Regions from separate parts of the Mus musculus genome. Here regions 1, 2, 4, 5 and 6 are each linked to region 3. Evidence: chromatin contacts called from public HiChIP or PLAC-seq and promoter capture Hi-C data. All regions are on one chromosome and are shown on one strand. Each heading gives the region's core, a stretch centred on a gene start, on an enhancer-like site or on the middle of the called end of the contact. The rest is flanking DNA. Distances are from core to core; before and after follow the strand shown.

The links. Promoter capture Hi-C pulls out the DNA fragments that hold promoters and counts their contacts. HiChIP or PLAC-seq counts read pairs in DNA pulled down with a chosen protein or histone mark. Capture Hi-C pulls out chosen DNA fragments and counts their contacts.
Region 1: a contact with region 3 is called in a promoter capture Hi-C map of adipose tissue, with 2.9 times the contacts expected there. The contact joins the promoter of Bicd1 here to the promoter of Ergic2 in region 3. A contact is called at or near these places in 10 of 39 promoter capture datasets (the 3T3-L1 cell line, 3T3-L1-derived adipocytes, embryonic stem cells and 4 more), 3 of 115 datasets of contacts at active chromatin or transcription factors (astrocytes, cardiomyocytes and embryonic stem cells) and 1 of 9 other capture datasets (adipose tissue).
Region 2: a contact with region 3 is called in an H3K27ac HiChIP or PLAC-seq map of embryonic stem cells, with 4 times the contacts expected there. The contact joins the promoter of Mrps35 here to the promoter of Ergic2 in region 3. A contact is called at or near these places in 3 of 39 promoter capture datasets (embryonic stem cells, hippocampal neurons and pre-B cells), 2 of 484 Hi-C or Micro-C datasets (B cells and embryonic stem cells), 9 of 115 datasets of contacts at active chromatin or transcription factors (astrocytes, differentiating embryonic stem cells, embryonic stem cells and 3 more) and 2 of 9 other capture datasets (embryonic stem cells and liver).
Region 4: an H3K27ac HiChIP or PLAC-seq map of extraembryonic endoderm stem cells shows a contact between it and region 3, with 7 times the contacts expected there. The contact joins the enhancer-like site here to the promoter of Ergic2 in region 3. A contact is called at or near these places in 1 of 39 promoter capture datasets (hippocampal neurons) and 5 of 115 datasets of contacts at active chromatin or transcription factors (astrocytes, differentiating embryonic stem cells, embryonic stem cells and 2 more).
Region 5: an H3K27ac HiChIP or PLAC-seq map of the NIH/3T3 cell line shows a contact between it and region 3, with 4 times the contacts expected there. The contact joins the enhancer-like site here to the promoter of Ergic2 in region 3. A contact is called at or near these places in 8 of 39 promoter capture datasets (the 3T3-L1 cell line, 3T3-L1-derived adipocytes, the C10 cell line and 4 more), 3 of 115 datasets of contacts at active chromatin or transcription factors (the NIH/3T3 cell line, microglia and pro-B cells) and 1 of 9 other capture datasets (macrophages).
Region 6: a contact with region 3 is called in a promoter capture Hi-C map of hippocampal neurons, with 2.7 times the contacts expected there. The contact joins the promoter of E330012B07Rik here to the promoter of Ergic2 in region 3. A contact is called at or near these places in 2 of 39 promoter capture datasets (embryonic stem cells and hippocampal neurons) and 1 of 115 datasets of contacts at active chromatin or transcription factors (large pre-B cells).

The regions. Positions count from the first base shown.
Region 1 is chr6:149,407,672-149,410,371 of GRCm38.p6, reverse strand. It overlaps Bicd1 (BICD cargo adaptor 1), which reads right to left and starts at 1,388. Exons shown (of 9, transcript NM_009753.4): 1 at 731-1,388. The coding sequence starts at 943.
Region 2 is chr6:147,041,356-147,044,055 of GRCm38.p6, reverse strand. Mrps35 (mitochondrial ribosomal protein S35) reads right to left here and starts at 1,286. Exons shown (of 8, transcript NM_145573.2): 1 at 1,156-1,286. The coding sequence starts at 1,261.
Region 3 is chr6:148,211,016-148,213,715 of GRCm38.p6, reverse strand. Ergic2 (ERGIC and golgi 2) reads left to right here and starts at 1,342. Exons shown (of 14, transcript NM_026168.4): 1 at 1,342-1,746. 4732416N19Rik (RIKEN cDNA 4732416N19 gene) reads right to left here and starts at 1,428. Exons shown (of 2, transcript NR_015615.1): 1 at 1,286-1,428.
Region 4 is chr6:146,978,247-146,980,946 of GRCm38.p6, reverse strand. It overlaps Ppfibp1 (PTPRF interacting protein, binding protein 1 (liprin beta 1)), which reads right to left. Exons shown (of 31, transcript NM_001355728.1): 4 at 2,698-2,700. Among named protein-coding and RNA genes, the nearest start is that of 1700034J05Rik, 25 kb to the right of the region's middle. Within about 2 kb of position 1,271, at least 63 of the 459 cell types and tissues checked have an H3K27ac peak or open chromatin away from gene starts, as enhancers often do. A contact at or near this core is called in astrocytes and extraembryonic endoderm stem cells, where this site is marked.
Region 5 is chr6:149,329,101-149,331,800 of GRCm38.p6, reverse strand. It overlaps Resf1 (retroelement silencing factor 1), which reads right to left. Exons shown (of 5, transcript NM_026054.3): 3 at 2,017-2,700; 4 at 295-375. Among named protein-coding and RNA genes, the nearest start is that of Resf1, 21 kb to the right of the region's middle. Within about 2 kb of position 1,285, at least 14 of the 459 cell types and tissues checked have an H3K27ac peak or open chromatin away from gene starts, as enhancers often do. A contact at or near this core is called in the NIH/3T3 cell line, where this site is marked.
Region 6 is chr6:147,178,951-147,181,650 of GRCm38.p6, reverse strand. E330012B07Rik (RIKEN cDNA E330012B07 gene) reads right to left here and starts at 1,410. Exons shown (of 3, transcript NR_033640.1): 1 at 1,337-1,410.

The sequences.
Region 1 (2,700 bases), core at 139-2,638, 1.2 Mb before region 3:
TCTGATTTTATAAATACAGTAATTTCAACCTGAAGGGCCATATTTGATAGGCAAGGCATAGATATCCATATATTTTACATTTCTTTCTCATGTCTCACCATATGGAGATGATTTTGATTTTCCTCAGTCTCAGGGTGCCTTCTATAAGACATAAGCATAGCCCAGCCTTGCACAGAGGTGAAATTAAGGGCAGCAAAACCACCCAGCAAAGTTGTTTTGCTCCTACAGCCCCATGACAAGGACTAAAGCCAACGTCAAACGGGACTGGTGAGTCCTAATAACTAGTTCCTATTTCACCAAGGAGCAATTACTCAGCAGACGACTGAAGTACCAAATTCTACCATCCTGAAATTGTAGGTCCTCAGGCACAAACCTCATCAATTGGATGGATTATGGTCATTGATATCTGGGTTTGAAATAACAGCAGTTTGAGAAGTTTGATTTATGCATTTCAACCCAATTCAATGTTACCTGCCAGCACGGATGCCTGAAGACTTCTTGTGACTCTCCCTCCCCCACATAATAAAGAGCTTCCCATTCCAGCTTATGCATTCATTTCTTGGGTAATTTTTCTATTGGTGAAAACAATGGACTCTTTCAATATTCTCTTATCAACAAAGGGCTCTAAGATGAAGTCCTTCTGGCCATATCCCTTCTGACTTCTTTACAGTGATGACTGGCACTGAGAAATGCCAAACCTGGAGAGGGAAATAGGAGACGGGTTGCTCACCTCTCTGAGCTGCTCCAGCTCTTGTTTGAGGCCGTCATACTCGGCCTCCAGCTCGTCATACTGTTGCTTGAGAGTCAGTTTCTCCTCCAGCACCACCAGCCCATACTCTGCAGCCTGGATCTTCTCATGGGTCGTTTCTGTGAGCTCCTTGGTCAGTCTCTCTATTTCAGTCTTATATTGGTCTACCGTCTTCAGCGCCTCCTCTGCGGCCATAGCGGGGTGGCGGAGATAGACGCAAAGCAGAAGGGAAAAGGAGAAGCAAATAGGAATGAAAATAAAAATGGAAAAGAAAAGTGCCTGATGAATAATAGGTAGAGCGCCCTGAGGCCCGGCCGGCAGCTGCGGCTACACGGCCGGAAGCACTGAGGAGGAATACATGGAATATGGGAGGAATATACCCTGCAGCATGGAGACTGCAAGGTGATGACCGCAGCCGGGATCCTCCGGGCCACGCGCCGGGGCAGTCAGCAGCCAAGCTGCATGGCCAAGGGGCAACTCGCGCAGCAAGAGACTCCGGTTCTGCGGCCTCAGAGGCGCGTGGCCGCCATGTCTCAGGCCGCGTCACTGCGGTCCACCGCCCAATGCTCCGTGGGAGGCTGAGCTCCACCTGCTTGCTGGGCCCTGCGGCAGCCAGTGCACACAGATGCGGACTCCAACTGGTCCTCTTCCTCTCAGCCACTCAGAATGCAGGGAGGTAGGGAAGGGGAGGAGCAAATCCAAAACCCCACCGAGCCTCGCAGCGCAGCACAGCCGACTGCTGAAGAGGGATGAGGGCAGAGGGACCCAGAACTAGCTGAGGAATGATGGGAGACTACGGAGGGCTGAGGAGGGGGAACCGCGCTGAGGCGGAATGAAGGCTGAGGAAAATGGGTGTCTTAAAGAGAAGTGGAGGCTAAGGAGGCTGGGGGATGGAAGAGGACTGCATCTGAGAAGAGATGCTAGACTGAGGAAGCCAGGGCAGCTGAAGAAAGGGCAAGGGTGTTGGAAAGGGTGATTGGTGTCTGAAAGATCAGAACACTAAGAAGGCCTCCAACGGGCTAAGTTTTCTGAGGTGGGAATTCGAAGCCTACTGGAGTGCAGTGAGCCCACAGAAAACAAACAGAGCTAGTGCTTTCAAGAATGCTGCTTTTCCAAAGCTTGATAGATGTACCTTGGGAGTCCTTCCTCCTTTCTCAGACTCTGTCTAATTTGGTCTAGTCCACCTAACACTCTACCAGAGAACTTTGCTGTCCCCCAACCTAAGCCTCTGTGCACTTAGTTCATCATACTACCTTACTGCATAACGTAATTACTGGAGAGATGTGAACAAATATCTATTCACCCCAGTAAGGCTACCACCACAGTCCAACTTGATGAACCAACGGGTTTTATTGAAATAATATTTAAAGGAATATAAGTGAGGGGTTATTTACAGAAACAGAAATGACTCAAAAATATCTACATCACCAAAAGCCCACCCCAGGGGTGACAGATCATAGACACTGGAAAACCTGAACCATACTACACAACTTGAAAGCAGCTCAGTAGGTTGGAGACTGTCTGTTTCACATAGCTCTGGTGATTTGTGTCTCTCCTAGGTAGCTAAGCATGTCTGTCCCAACTCTCGGCCTGCTTTCCTGATTATATATCCTTGGGGAAGGAGTGAATCTCATTAGTTTCATGAATTTACGGAAGCCTTTGAGTTGTTTACTTCCTGGGTTTAAGAGCTTCCTAGAAGGATGGAATGTTTTACTTCTCTTTAGAACATCCTGTATATTGAAATTCTGTTAAGATGAACTGTTCTATCTGGGAGGAAATTGTTGTATAACATCTGCAGGTGCTCAGTAAGTCTCTAGGCCAGTGGTTCTCAACCTGTGGGTAGAAACCCCTTCAGGGCTTGAACAATCCTTTCACAAAGGTCTCATATCAGACATTTACATTACAAGTCATAACAGTAGAAAAAATGCAGTTATCAAGTAGCAACAAAAATA
Region 2 (2,700 bases), core at 37-2,536, 1.2 Mb after region 3:
CTGTAAACGGCACTAACACTCATCCAACGGCTCAGGAAAGGGTTTATCTTCAAGGCCTACATCAAATCCATCAGTAAATCCTACTTGGCTTCATCCTCAAACTACATCCGATAATAAGCCAAACCACCTTCTGCACTGTTACCATCATCTTGCTTGGAATACCAACAGCCTCCAAATAGGTCTTGCAGTCTTACCCTGCTGAAGTGAGTCACCACGCAGATGCCAGTGATAGATCCTTCACAAGTAGAAACCATGTCACTTCTCTATTATAGTGTGATCCTCGACTTCTAACAAAGTCCAAGCTCAAATCAAAACCAAACGCCCCCAAATCCTTAAAGCTCAGCCCACTACTCTGACATCTTGGATTGCCACTCGACCCTTTACTTGAACACCTCTGGCCCGGGTGTCCCTTTCTTTTCCTTGATCATGTCTAACCTCTTTGAGAAGAACAGCGCTCTTCTCTCAAATCGTCGTGACTGCTCAAACATCTTTTCCTCTGGGAGGTTTCTCCTCACTATTCCATCCTACCTTATAGCCACTTCTTCAACAGCATATCGTTTTCAATACTGTGCTTTCTTTTTCTTCGTGATAATAAGTTTTATTGTTACCGTTTACCTGTGTCTACGCGCTACTTCAAAACTTTGATAGACTGCTAACCTCTGCAACTCTGCCTAACACACTTAAGAGAATAAAAGAGCGAAAACTTGGGGATAGACACATCTTAGGACTATGAGGAGCCACTATGATGTATTAAGTAATCTATAATTTGCCCGGAAACCATTTGTGGATTTTCAACAAGGGAGTGGAAAGGCACGACGTGCTGTGAGCAGGTCTGCAGGAGAGCGAGCGCGGAAGGAAGAAGCATGCCCTGCAGGAGAGGCGGCGGGGAAGGCCCTGGTGGGCAGGTGCCCGCTCCTGGCCGAGCCTTTCCTGCTGCCCACTCTTGCACGCGGCTCCCATCGCTGCATTCCCTCCAGCCCCACGCTTGCACCGCCTCTCACACTACAGTGCGCCCCGAACCCCTGCGGTGTGCCGGGCTCAGCGAACGCACTCGTGGAAATGCGCGACGACCTCCAGAAAAACACAGGAAGGTCACGGAGCGCACGGCCTCCTTTCTCCCCGCCCCCCAGCCCGCAGCGACGCACCCACACTCACGCGGGCCGGCTCTCGGAGCCGCGGGGCTGGCGACCGAGGAGAAGGTGCGCAGGACGCGCGCTCCCGGGCACAGGGTCTGCCTCAGCTGCAGCGCGGCGGCCGCCATGATAAAGGACGGCGAGCCGGAGCGGACAAGCACCGCCGGGAGGGGGCGGGACCGGAAGTGTGTAACCTGGGAACGGAAGAGCACTGGGCAAAGGGATAGTGGAGCTGTGGCTCTTGGTTGACTGTTGTGGAATGATGGGGACTCTGACCTAGAAGTCTCACAGTCTACGTCTACTGGCCTGTTTGTTTGTTTGTTTGTTTGTTTGTTTGTTTGTTTGTTTTAATGGCTGCTCTAAGACGTTTTTCTCCTTTCCCGTTTATTTGTATATTTTATGTATATCGGTGTTTTCCTGCATATCAGCACACCATGTGCCTGTATTGCTCACTGCGCCAGCAGCGGACATGGAGTTAGGGAAATAATGGGCTTCCTCGTGGATGCTGGAAACCGAACCTTAGTCCCTTGGAAGAGTAGTCCCTGCTTAATCAATGCACCACCTCTCCACCTCTTCAGCCCATTTTTTTCTTTGTTCCATTTTCTTCCTTCTCCTTCTGCCCTTTCTCTTTCTTTACAATCATGCTGCTCTAGTCTCCCAATTGCTGGAATATAGCATAACACCTAGCTTTTAATTACTCTGTGTGTGTGTGTGTGTGTGTGTGTGTGTGTGTGTGTGTGTGTGTGTGTGTGTGCACTAGTAAGAGAACAGTTTAAGGGAATTAGTTCTTTGGTTCTATCCCATCACCACCTAGGTTCTGAGGGTTAAACTCCAGGGGTAAGGCTTTAACATTTTAGCAGTCTTTATAGTTTTTTTGTTTTGTTTTTTTCCGAGACTGGGTTTCTCTGTGTAGCACTGGCTGTCCTGGAGCTCACTTTGTAGACCAGGCTGGCCTCGAACTCAGAAATCCGCCTGCCTCTGCCTCCCGAGTGCTGGGATTAAAGGCATGCACCATCATGCCCCAATGCCGTTATACTTCTTAAATGACTGCCATCCAACAGAGAAAGTAACAAGCACCAGAGGCAAAGGCCTTGGGGGATGAGGGGACAACACAATGGCACAGTGTGGCTGCACCCCTACCACTTTGTTTGTTTGTTCAAGTGGCCTTTTGAACTAGATTGTTCGAGTTTAAATTTTGACCTTGTCTTTTCATGTATTATTTTTGCGGTGGACCAGAACTGGATTCCTTAGACCAGTGCAGAAAGGCCCATAACCTTAAGTAGCTCTTGCTTCATAGGCTCTGGCTTCCATGAGCACCTGCAGTCATGTGCACAGTCCTATGGCTCACACACACAGATTAAAAATCATCTTTACAAGTAACTCCTTTATAAAGTATCAGTAAGCAAAGATGGTTTACAGTATAAAGCATGTATTAGTTTGCCAGCAGAAGTTTCTAAACTGTAATTTTTCAGCTGGAAAGGCTTTGGAAGTACAATCATCCACTGGTGGCTTATGTTCTTATTAAATTCTGCAAGGGGACTCCACATTTTCAGTTTTCATTGATCTC
Region 3 (2,700 bases), core at 93-2,592:
AAAAGGATGTCATAAAAATATAGTTTGAGCATTTTAACCCTACTCCTAAACCTCTCTTCAATAAATGAAACATAATGGGATGGAGTCTCTAAAAAGCAGACTGTTTCCCATATATTATGCCACCAATAATATGAAAATTAACCTATAAAGTCAGGCAGGTCTTCCTGGCAATGTAGTTCAGTGGTACAGCTTCACTTGTATCAGGCTCCAAATCTGATGCCAAGCACCAGACAAAACAACAAAACGAAGCAAAGAAAGAGAAGCATTAAAGAAAACCAGAGAAGCTAAATGATTGATTCATTGGTTAAGAAGTTTCACTCTTCGGGAAAAATTAACTTTTATGCTTGTTAGCTTTTAAAATTGTTTTTCTAAAAATAGCAGGGTCAAATTATTTAGTTTTGCTATGTTGTGAAACCCAACTCTCAGGGGGATCGTTATTACTCTAAAGGAAACGTGCCCTGGAGACAAAGGATCAGGTGTAACTAAATGAACAACAGTCCTGCCTTTATCCAAGCTACAGCCTATACACTGTAGACCTGGGTATGGAGACGACAGGGAGGAGCTGCCGATAGATTACAAGTGAGGTAAGTTTGCATTTTAGACATGTATCAACACATTATTATGCCCATTTGACAGATGAGGGGATAGAGATACAAAGAAATGCAATATGCTCAAAGTCACGATATTAACAAGTTAGATTGGATATTTAATTTAGGTAATCTTGGCTTGAGGCTGTGTTTATTATCCACGAACCTTAAGTCAAATAGGAATTTATGATTAATTGGAGTAGTCTTGAAAGTCTGGAGATTAAATTGCCACCAGAGTGCATGCATTTGTCCTTGGTTTGAAGGATGAGGGTCTCTTTTCAGTAAAGGAGTATACACACAGTCAATCTGTAGTCAAGATCTCCCAGCCTGTTTCTCTTTGACAGCTCTTAACTACTCTTTACCTCCCTCTTAAAACTCAAACCCTTACCTACTAACCAAGTAAATAGTGGTATTTCTTGGCAATAGTATTGTGAAGATTAGAGAAAACAGTGCTTTCTGTGTAGACATTCGTCATAAGTACGCTTTCCTTAAAACTGTTTTTAAACCACAACGCGTGCCTGTAAAATTTGGTAGCAAATGGGTAGGACGGGAGCTTGAGTGGGTTCCTCTCCAGCATTTCGGAGCCAACTTTTTTTCCAAAGCCCCTCTATTCCGTCCTGTGCTGTGAAGGGCCATGAGCACACACTGTCGGGCTTTCTTGCGTAGCTTACTTTTAGGGAATCCTTAAGCACACTGACCGAATAATCGAAACCGTTCTCCACGCCCGACAAGGGAGGTTTAGGTGTTGTAGACCGGAATAAATGAAGACGCAAAGCCGGAGGCCTCTCAACCACCTGAGCTGCAGTGTGGCCGGCGCCTTAAGGTGGCTGGTGATCACTTCCGGTCTGTAGTGCGGAGCGCCGTTCCAGTCGGTTTGTCTCGGGGTCAGGCGGAAGGTAACTTCCCCTTCCTGGAAAGGGACCGGCCTCCTATTTTCACTTAGTTTCCACGTAGCCACGCCCCTTTCAGGTTGACCGCGCCGCTTGATTAGATCACATACCGTCAACGCGGAAAGTATCGCGAGTTCTCCATTTGCGCTCCCTTCGGACATGGTCAGCCGTGAGAGTTGCTCTTGTTCTCGCGAGATCTTCGTGTGCGCCGGGCTCGGGCGACCCGGGCTTCTGTGAAACATGGCGGTCGGCTGGGACCGTACCACTAGGTAAGACGCTAAAACCCTGCCGGGGCCGTTTCCTTCGGCGGTTACGGGCGGACGGGGACCTGGGCGCGGCTGAGGGGGCTCCCAGGCCTGGCACTGGCCTGTACTCGTCGCGGCTCTGCGGAGCAGCTGGCCGCGGAGCCGCTCCGCTGCCCGGGGGCGTTCCTGCCGAGTGCCGCCGGCGTCCGCGCCCGCGGCCAGGGAGCTTCGGTGATCGGCCGCGCCCTTCGTTGTCTCGTCCAGGCTGTCGTGGACAGCAGCGACCCTGCCAGCACCGTGGTCACTCTCGCCGTAAATTAAAAGCCGGGCCTAGAGAGGGGCCGGGGCGGGCGCAGACGCCGAGGCAGGTGGTGTGTGTGTGTCCCGTTTGTCAGCTGTTGACCCATCCAGGGGATGACGGCTCAGCTCCTGATACGGGACCGCCGTGGGTATCGTAGACGAGATCTCGGAGATCTACGGGCAAACGTGTCATTAACTTTAGGCGTGCAATTCGGTGCCCTAGGCTATAGGCAAGTAACAGCTGTTTCGGTGTTTCGAGATAGGCTTTCGTTCGGAAGCAATTAAAGATAGTTAAATTAGGCATTCTTCATTGGTTTGAAGTTGTAATTCCGAATTTCACTTCTCCAACCTCCAGTGTACGTCCGTACCTAAAGAAACGAGTGTGCTGCTGCCTTGCGGAAGGTCTCTTTGCCTACCTTTCTTATTAGTTAACCTTAAGTTACTATTCCAGCTTGTAGAGGAAGATCCTGAGAAATAGAAATTCCATGCTTTTGTAGTGAGGGTCCTGGGAAGCAGCTTTCTTTCAGATAGTAAACTTGACTGCTTTGCTGAGTATTACACCTGATTTCACTTCGGAGGTACACATTAAAGAAACATGGCAAGTTAGAGGACTTCTGAAAGGAAGTCACTGTAGTCTAGAACATGAACAACAAAGATTTACAAAACAGCATTTATTTT
Region 4 (2,700 bases), core at 22-2,521, 1.2 Mb after region 3:
ACACAGGAATCACTAATGGAGGACTGTGTGTCTATCAAGCATAGCTTTAAGTTGGCAAAAAAAAAAAAAATATGTCTGAGCCAAACACATAGCTTCTGTTTATGTCTAATATCTTAGGGCTTCCATTGCTATGAAGAGACACCATGATCAAGAACTCTTATACAGGACAACATTTAATTGGGGCTGGCTTACTACAGGTTGTGAGGTTCAGTCCATTAGCATCAAGGCAGATCCATAGCAGTGTCCAGACAGGCGTGGCACTGGAGGAGCTAAGAGTTCAACATCTTCATCCAAAAGGTGAAGATCAGAAGACTGGCTCCCACGTGGCTAGGAGGAGGGTCTCAAATCCCACCCTCACAGTGACACCCTTCCTCCAACAAGGCTACACCTCCTAATACTGCCACTCCCTGGGGCAAGCATATTCAAACCACCATATCTAAGTTGCCCTGGAATATTCTCACAATGCTTTTTCTAATCCAAGAACCTGAGGATCGGGCCCTGGAGCTGCAGCAGCAGAGGTCAAGAGACAGACTGACAGGAGGGTCATCTCACAATCAGTAGAGGTTACAAAAATGCCATCTTCAATGAAATGAGTGATGCTAAGTTCAATGTCTGCAAATCAAGGCTTCTAAGCTGTGAGGCAGAGTGTAGAAACGAGGCATTAGTAGCCAACTTCTGACCTGCTAAATAATCATCACACCAGCCAGTCTTTATTGCTTACATGGAAAACATTCCAATCCCAAGTGCACGTGTTTCTGAAGTGCAAAAATGTGAGTGTGCATACTTTAGGGCCAACATGTGGGCTGTGCTCTCTCTGGGCCTCTGGCTTGTCTCAGAATCAGACTTAGAGCTGCTCAGCTAGAGTGTGCTCCAGCCTCCTGCAGTGATTCTCTGCTGCTCTCCACAAGGCCCCTCTTTTCATGCGGCTCTCAGGAATGCTTTTCAGACCTTTGAAAACAAGGTGCCTATGTCTTCTCAGTGATCTTAGTCACCTGTGTCACACAGCAGCACACTGAGACACCCCAGCTGACATTAAAGCAAGTGTCCTGAACTTCTGGGAAAACCTCAGAGCAGTGTCCACCATCATATTACCAAGTCTGCAGAGTTCTCAGGTGGGGGCAGCCGGCGCAGAGTGGCCATGACAGCAGCGTGCCTTCACTGCCCTCAGCAAGTGCTGTTTGTTAAGACTGAACTCAAGTCTTAACAATACAACTGCAGACTCCCCTCTCCCCCTCAGCCCTCAGAAACAAACACTCAACCAAAAGGCACAAGTCAATTATCTACAGGTCCTCTTGAGCCAAGTAATAAATTCCTTTCTCACTGTGTGCTGAATGTCAGAGTAAAGACACAGGAAGTAGGAACAGGCTGAGGAATGTGCCAGGGGACAGTGAGTTTCACAGCACCAAGTTACTCCCAAAGAAACTAGCAAACCTGGACTCTTAAATCCCTGGAGGACCCTCCCAGGGCAAGTGTCAAGTCTCAGGAGCAGGCATCACCTGTTTCTAAAAGTGAAACATCTCTAACTCTCCTAACCCCTTGCAGTTAGCTGCAATGCCACTGAAAGATGCTGACTGGTACCAACTGGATGGAACCAGGAACACCAGGCTCAGATCTGGACTGGCTGGGGCTCCAGAATTTGTGCAACACCCCAGGAAATGCTTTGGCACAGGGTGGGTATCCAGGCCCTCAGAGCAGGCAGCCAGCTATCATTCCTCCAGTCTGCCAGACAGACCTTAATCCTGCAATAGGTTTTATGTAAACACAACCAAGTCCTAAGCATCTTATGGTTACGTCACCCTCCTATCTTCTCATCTGCTTTTGTGATGTTCTTTAGACTTCGCGTTCAACACATACCAGATGTGATATTTACAGTGGAGAAGGATGTCTAGAAACTGTAAGAGCTAACAGAAGTGGAAGCGACATGGCTGCCACACACCACTAGATGGCACTTCTCCTCAATCACAGCTACAAAGTTTTACTGCTTTCTGAAGCATCCACCCACTATACTTCCCGTTTAGAATACCTATTAAGTCCTTCAGAGGTGGCCCCACCCCACTGTTACTGTTACATACAAGGCTCTCTTCCTCACAGGAGCATACCTGGTCATTTATACAACCTAGAAGCCAGTCCATTTATAGAGGTAGAATTGAGCAACTCATTGGCACGGATACAATACAGTGCCTTTCCAAAGCTATCCTTAGGAGAGATGGGGAGGTTAGGGACTACACTGTCTGTTCTTTCAGAGCATGGCTCAATTCCCAGCACTGACATGGTGGCTCACAATTCTCTGTTGTGAGACAGGCAGGCAGACAGACAGACAGACACACACACACACACACACACACAAACCTGATACCTTCACTGTATATGCTTGGTACACAGACATATGGGTAGGCAAAATATCCATTCATATAAAGAAAAATTCTAAGTTTTCTTTACAGCAGAGAGGAACTGGGGTCTCATGTTCTGCCTTGTAAGTTTTTTTCTCTTCTGCTGATCTGCTAATCTATGCTCTCAGTTTTATAGTAAACAACAGAAGATTGACAACAAAAAGAAAGAACATGAAGAAGATTGACAGCACAGAGAAGGATCATGCAAAGATTCACACACAGAGAAGGCACATGCAGAAGACTGACAGCACAGAGAAGGATCACACAGGAGATTGACAGCACAGAGAAGGAGCATACAGAAGCCTACCAT
Region 5 (2,700 bases), core at 36-2,535, 1.1 Mb before region 3:
TGCTATTTTACCTTCAGAAAAAAATACCTGCCAGGTGTGGTGGCGCACACCTTTAATCCCAGCACTTGGGAGACAGAGGCAGGCGAATTTCTGAGTCAGCCTGGTCTACAGAGTGAGTTTCAGGACAGCCAGAGCTACACAGAGAAACCCTGTCTCAAAACAAAACCAAATGACTAAAAAACAAGATTATCAATAAAACTGTGCACTGTGATAATATTGTAATTATATCCATGTTATTCATACACAATCTAGCAACTTAAAAACAAAACAAAAAAAGGAAACATGATGGCTTACCTCTTTGACTTGATTCAGGCATCTTTGTCCTTGTAGGGATGCATTTTAACCAGTCTTCTTTTGTACTTTTTATTCCTGAAACTGTTTAAATACTTGTTTTAAGATATATAACTTTTACTCCTCCATTTTAGCTTAATGAAAACTATCAAAACCTCACCTAAATGTATATAATACTGATGATATGCCATACCTATATTCCATAGATAATACAAACTTTAAGGGGCTTGGAAATCATTTTCCCCGTGTGTATATTTTACAACAAGAAAATGAATAGTTTTTAATTGTCACATTAAGAAAACATTTTCTTGGCTGAATCACCAACATTTCTCAGGGCATTTACAGGTATGAGAGAGGAAGCTACTGCCCCTGCTCAATCCCAAATTTCTATTTACACCCAAGTTCTCAGATTCTAAAAACCTAATACAAAATGCCTACTGAAATCAACCTTTTTTGGTTTTAGTTTTATTTGTTGTTGACAGGATCCCATTATGTATCTCTTGATGTAAACCAAGCTCGTCTCAACTACACAGAGATCCACCTGCCTTTGCCTCCCAAGTGTTGGTATGTGCCATCTTGCCTGGCCTTGAAATCAGCTATCTTAAACAAAAGTATTTTTGTATTCTATACCTATAACCTTCAACAAAGAATACCATTTATGCTATAGTTTTATTCACCCCAACAGACATAACCAGAGGGAAAAAAACCCAGATTAAACTAAAACTTCAACTAAAATCCCATATTTTTCCAATCTGAGTTTTATTATACAATGTATTAGCTATAATACCTACAGTTTCACAACCTCTTATGATCACAACTACTCATCCATATACCCCTTTAATTCTGCCTTTCAGAGATGCTACCTATGACTCATAATTGCTATTCTGGTTTCATTGTTTTTAGTTTTTGAAACAAAGTCTTATAGCCAAGGCTGGACTTAAATTCCCTAGATTCTTCTGCCACCAGCATTCCACATGTACGACTCTACCCAGTCACCATTTAGACCTTTGTGACTGACTAATTTGAGATTAATTTGTTCCAAGCACATACAGCTCTTACAGGCCTTGTATTTAATAGGTAAAATAGATGCTACCTTTTAACTTTGGGGATAACTTTATCCTCAGTGTCAGTCAAAGTAACAAACTGACCCACTATAACAAGTACAGTACCTTCCAATATTTGGAACAAAGTTTCACACAGGAGCCTCTTTGAAATTACAAGTACAAAAGGAAACTAAAACCCAGACTCTGGCTGTGGTTCAGGGTCTAATACCAGTGGTTTGACCACCAATACATCAAAACTCAAAACTTCTTGAAATAAATGTACACTTGATACTTTTAAAACTTTCACCCCCACCCCCACCCCCCACACACAAAAGAATAAAAATGCTTTTCATAGTGTAGTCTCTTTGGGACTAAATATTTGTATTTAGTAAATGTTAAAGTTGAAAATATTGTCAGTACTAATTTACTGTAATTTAAAATAAAAAGCAACAAACATAAAAAAAATGCTGCCCTATTTACTCAGCCACTCCTAGGATTACACCTCTACTGTTCCTCATACATAAAACCAATAGTTGGGCCCGTGGCTTACACACTTGGGAGATGAAAACAAAATGATCAGAATTAAACCAACCTTGATGATGGTTTAACACCAGTCTGAACTATGTGGAACTTTCCCCATTCCCCCATGAAAAAAAGGGAGAGAAAAAAAATTATACTGGACCTTGCACAGGTGCTTGCTCTTTCTCAGGACCAGGACCAGGACAATCCTGCTTGTCAACAGTGCTTGTATTCTTCAATAGCACATCTGGACATAATTTAAACTCCAGCATACTAGGTTTGTCTGTGTCTTTTGTCTTAGATGTATATTCCCCACTCTTTTTCTCTATACTAAGCTTCTTGGATGCACTATCCAATTTGGTGAGACATATGCTTTCCCGTTCTGTGCATTTAAACGCAACTCGATTCAAGTACTGTTTCCTTTGTTCTTTTACCTGGAGAGGCATCTGGTTGGACTCATTATTCATACTGGTCTTATTTTTAAACATTTTATCAGGCTGCTTCCCATCAAACTTTCCTTTATTATTATTTGACACACTGTGTGTTCTAGACGCCTCAGAGTGATGGATCTTGAAGTCTTTACCATGGCTGCTAGAATTATGTTCCAGTTCTTTTGCAGTCTCTGCACTGATACTCTGCCCCTCAACTAACTTTCCCCAGCTTACTGCTGCAGAATGCTTACTGGTCTTCGTGTGCCCCGAGTCACATAGCACAGTTTCTACACAGATGTTTCTGGAAGCATTATTCCCAGTTATTTGTTTGTCTTTCTGCCGTTGTAAATATTCCTGCACTGTTATAACTCTAGTACTCTTAGAGGAGCTACCCTTTGGGTCTGAGGACTCAGGAC
Region 6 (2,700 bases), core at 161-2,660, 1.0 Mb after region 3:
ACAGATATCCCCACAGGTCAATCCAATAGAGACAATCATCTCTCATTAAGATTCTCTTCCCAGGAGGCAAGCCTGCTGCCATACAGCAGAAGATGGGTGGAAGACACCCAGAGGCGAGAAGGCACCACTATCATGGCAAGTGTGTGGTGGAGAGACAGAAGAAAAAGAACAGTTTATGCAGTATGATAAGAGGAGAAACTGGAAATGTGAGGGTGATGAGGAACAGCCTGATGTGAGTAGTTTGTGCTGCCACCTGAGGCCATGTCTGGGTCAATGGTCAATGGCCTCTGTGGGCACTGCACATGCATGCAAGCAAAACACCTAAACACATGAAATAAAATAAAATATAAACATTTTAATAAAAATAAAAATATCACTGGCTGCTTTTGCCCCAAAAAGGACAGACAGTTCAGCATATATATATCAACAAATGTACCACATGCAAAGAGAATCAAGGTCAACACAAATTATCATCTCAATGGAACAGAAAGGCCTTTTATATAACATAACATCTTTTGTGATAAAGGCTCTGAAGATACTAGAAAGAAAGGGACCATAATCAAGGGCACATGGGTCAGAGCTAGAGCTTACAGAATGAAGAACACCAAAAACATTTTCTCTAAAATCAATAGCAGTGTGGCAATGTCCACTCTCTTTACAGTGATTTAAGCTGAAATGAAAGCAATAAGACAGAAACAGGAATTAAAAGGAAACAAATAGAAAACAAAGAAACTGGAGTATACTTGTTTGTAGATGACGTCATCCTACAATGGGAATGCTCTAAAGACTCCCATGAGACTCTGAGGTCTGGTAAACACCTTCAGCAAAGGGGCACAAGATCAACATACTAGAAGTTATTGTTTTTCCTTTATACCAATATACAGTTATAGCCATGATTTCCCCCACAGGTACAGAAAAAAAATGTGTGTTTAGAAAAACAATGCCTGTTGAACAAATGTTTCTGATGAATCTGGATAGCCTCACGTGGAAAACTGAAACCAGATTCACAGGTCTCACTTTGCACAAAAGTCAGACCACAGTGGACCAGAAACTTACTGTAAGACCTGCAACCACTGGACGAAAGCACAGGAGCAACAGCTCAAAACACAGCAGAGGAGGCTTTCTGAGAGGGCAGCTCTAGCTCCGGAAATGGCTCCAAACATGAAAAATTAAAATAAGGGGCTTTTACACAACAGAGAGAATCAGTGTGCAGGACGGAAGAAAATACTTTGTTGCTTGTGATCTCTTAGGGGCCTGACCTGGTTTGCTTCTCTGTAACTGTGATAAACCCTGACCAAAAAGCACATTAGGCAGAAAAAGGATAATTTTCACTTACAGGTTTCAGTCTATCCCAGGGTAGCTGAGGCAGGAACTCAAGGCAGGAGAACAGTTGCTTACTGCCTTCCTTTCCCTGACTTGCTCAGCTACCTTTCTTATACAACCCAGGTTACCTGCCCAGAGATGACTCCGCCTACCGTGGGCTGGCCCCTCCCACATCAATTAGCAATCAACAGAATGCCCCACAGATGTACCCACAGGCCAAGCTTATCTAAACAGTTTCTCTGGTATGATTTTCCTCCCCTGGGTATGTTCAGGCTTGTGTCAAGTTCTCAAAAACCAACCAGCACAGGGACTAATGTCCACCATATATAAAGAACTCAAATCATTAAACACTCAAAGAACCAATAACCCCATCAATAAATGAAAGGATAAACTGAGCAGTTTTCAAATGAAGAAATGCATATTGTCATGAAAAACATTCAACATTTTTAGCCATTAGATTGCTCAGTGAGCGCACTGAAGCAAGGTGTGGTGCCTGAATCTATAATCCCAATATGGGGGTGGTGGAGGAAGAAGGGCATGTGTTCAAGGCCAGACCAGGAGTTAGAGGCTAGCCTGCACTATACACAAAGAAGCTGGACAGCTATTGTTCAATGACATAGAGTTTCCATTTTACAAGATAGAAAGGGATGGTGGCTACAAAGAGTCATCATTTTCAATGCCACTGGACAGGACACTTTCAGAATGGCCAAAATGGGAAATTTCATGTTGCAAATACTTTGCTACAATTAATACAGGGGGGGGGGGAGCTGAGGAAATGACTCAACGGGTAAGAGTGCTTATTTTAAAAGCATGAGGATTGGATTCCAATACCCAGCACACACACACACACACACACACACACACACACACACACGCAGCAGGGCATAGCTGTGTGTGCCAGTAACTCCAGCATTGGGGAGTGGAGGCAGGTAGATTCTGAGAGCTCGATGGCCAGCCAGCCAGCTTAGCCTCTCAGTGGAAGACCCTGTCTCAGGGCAATAAGACAGAGAGTGAGAGAGGAAGACATCTGACATTCTCACACACCCACATCTTAGTGCACACACAACACATACCCCAAAATAAAACACAAACACTGTTCAATAGCAAGATTCTAAGAAACCAAGATGCCCTCATAGAGCTCACAGTACAGCAGAAGAGATCGATGGAGGCAGTGTCTAAAACGGGCCTCCCAGACTGGTGTTCACAAGGCAAAAGGGAGTGAGGCGAGGGTCGGGTGGGGTGTCCTAACACGCTCTAAATCCAGTTTCTAAATCCAGTACAACCTCACCTTAGTGTAGTCACCTATTTGAAAAATATTTAGTGAGCACTCCTCTTAAGAAGATACTCTCGAGTAGAACGTACATTTCCTTTGAGAAA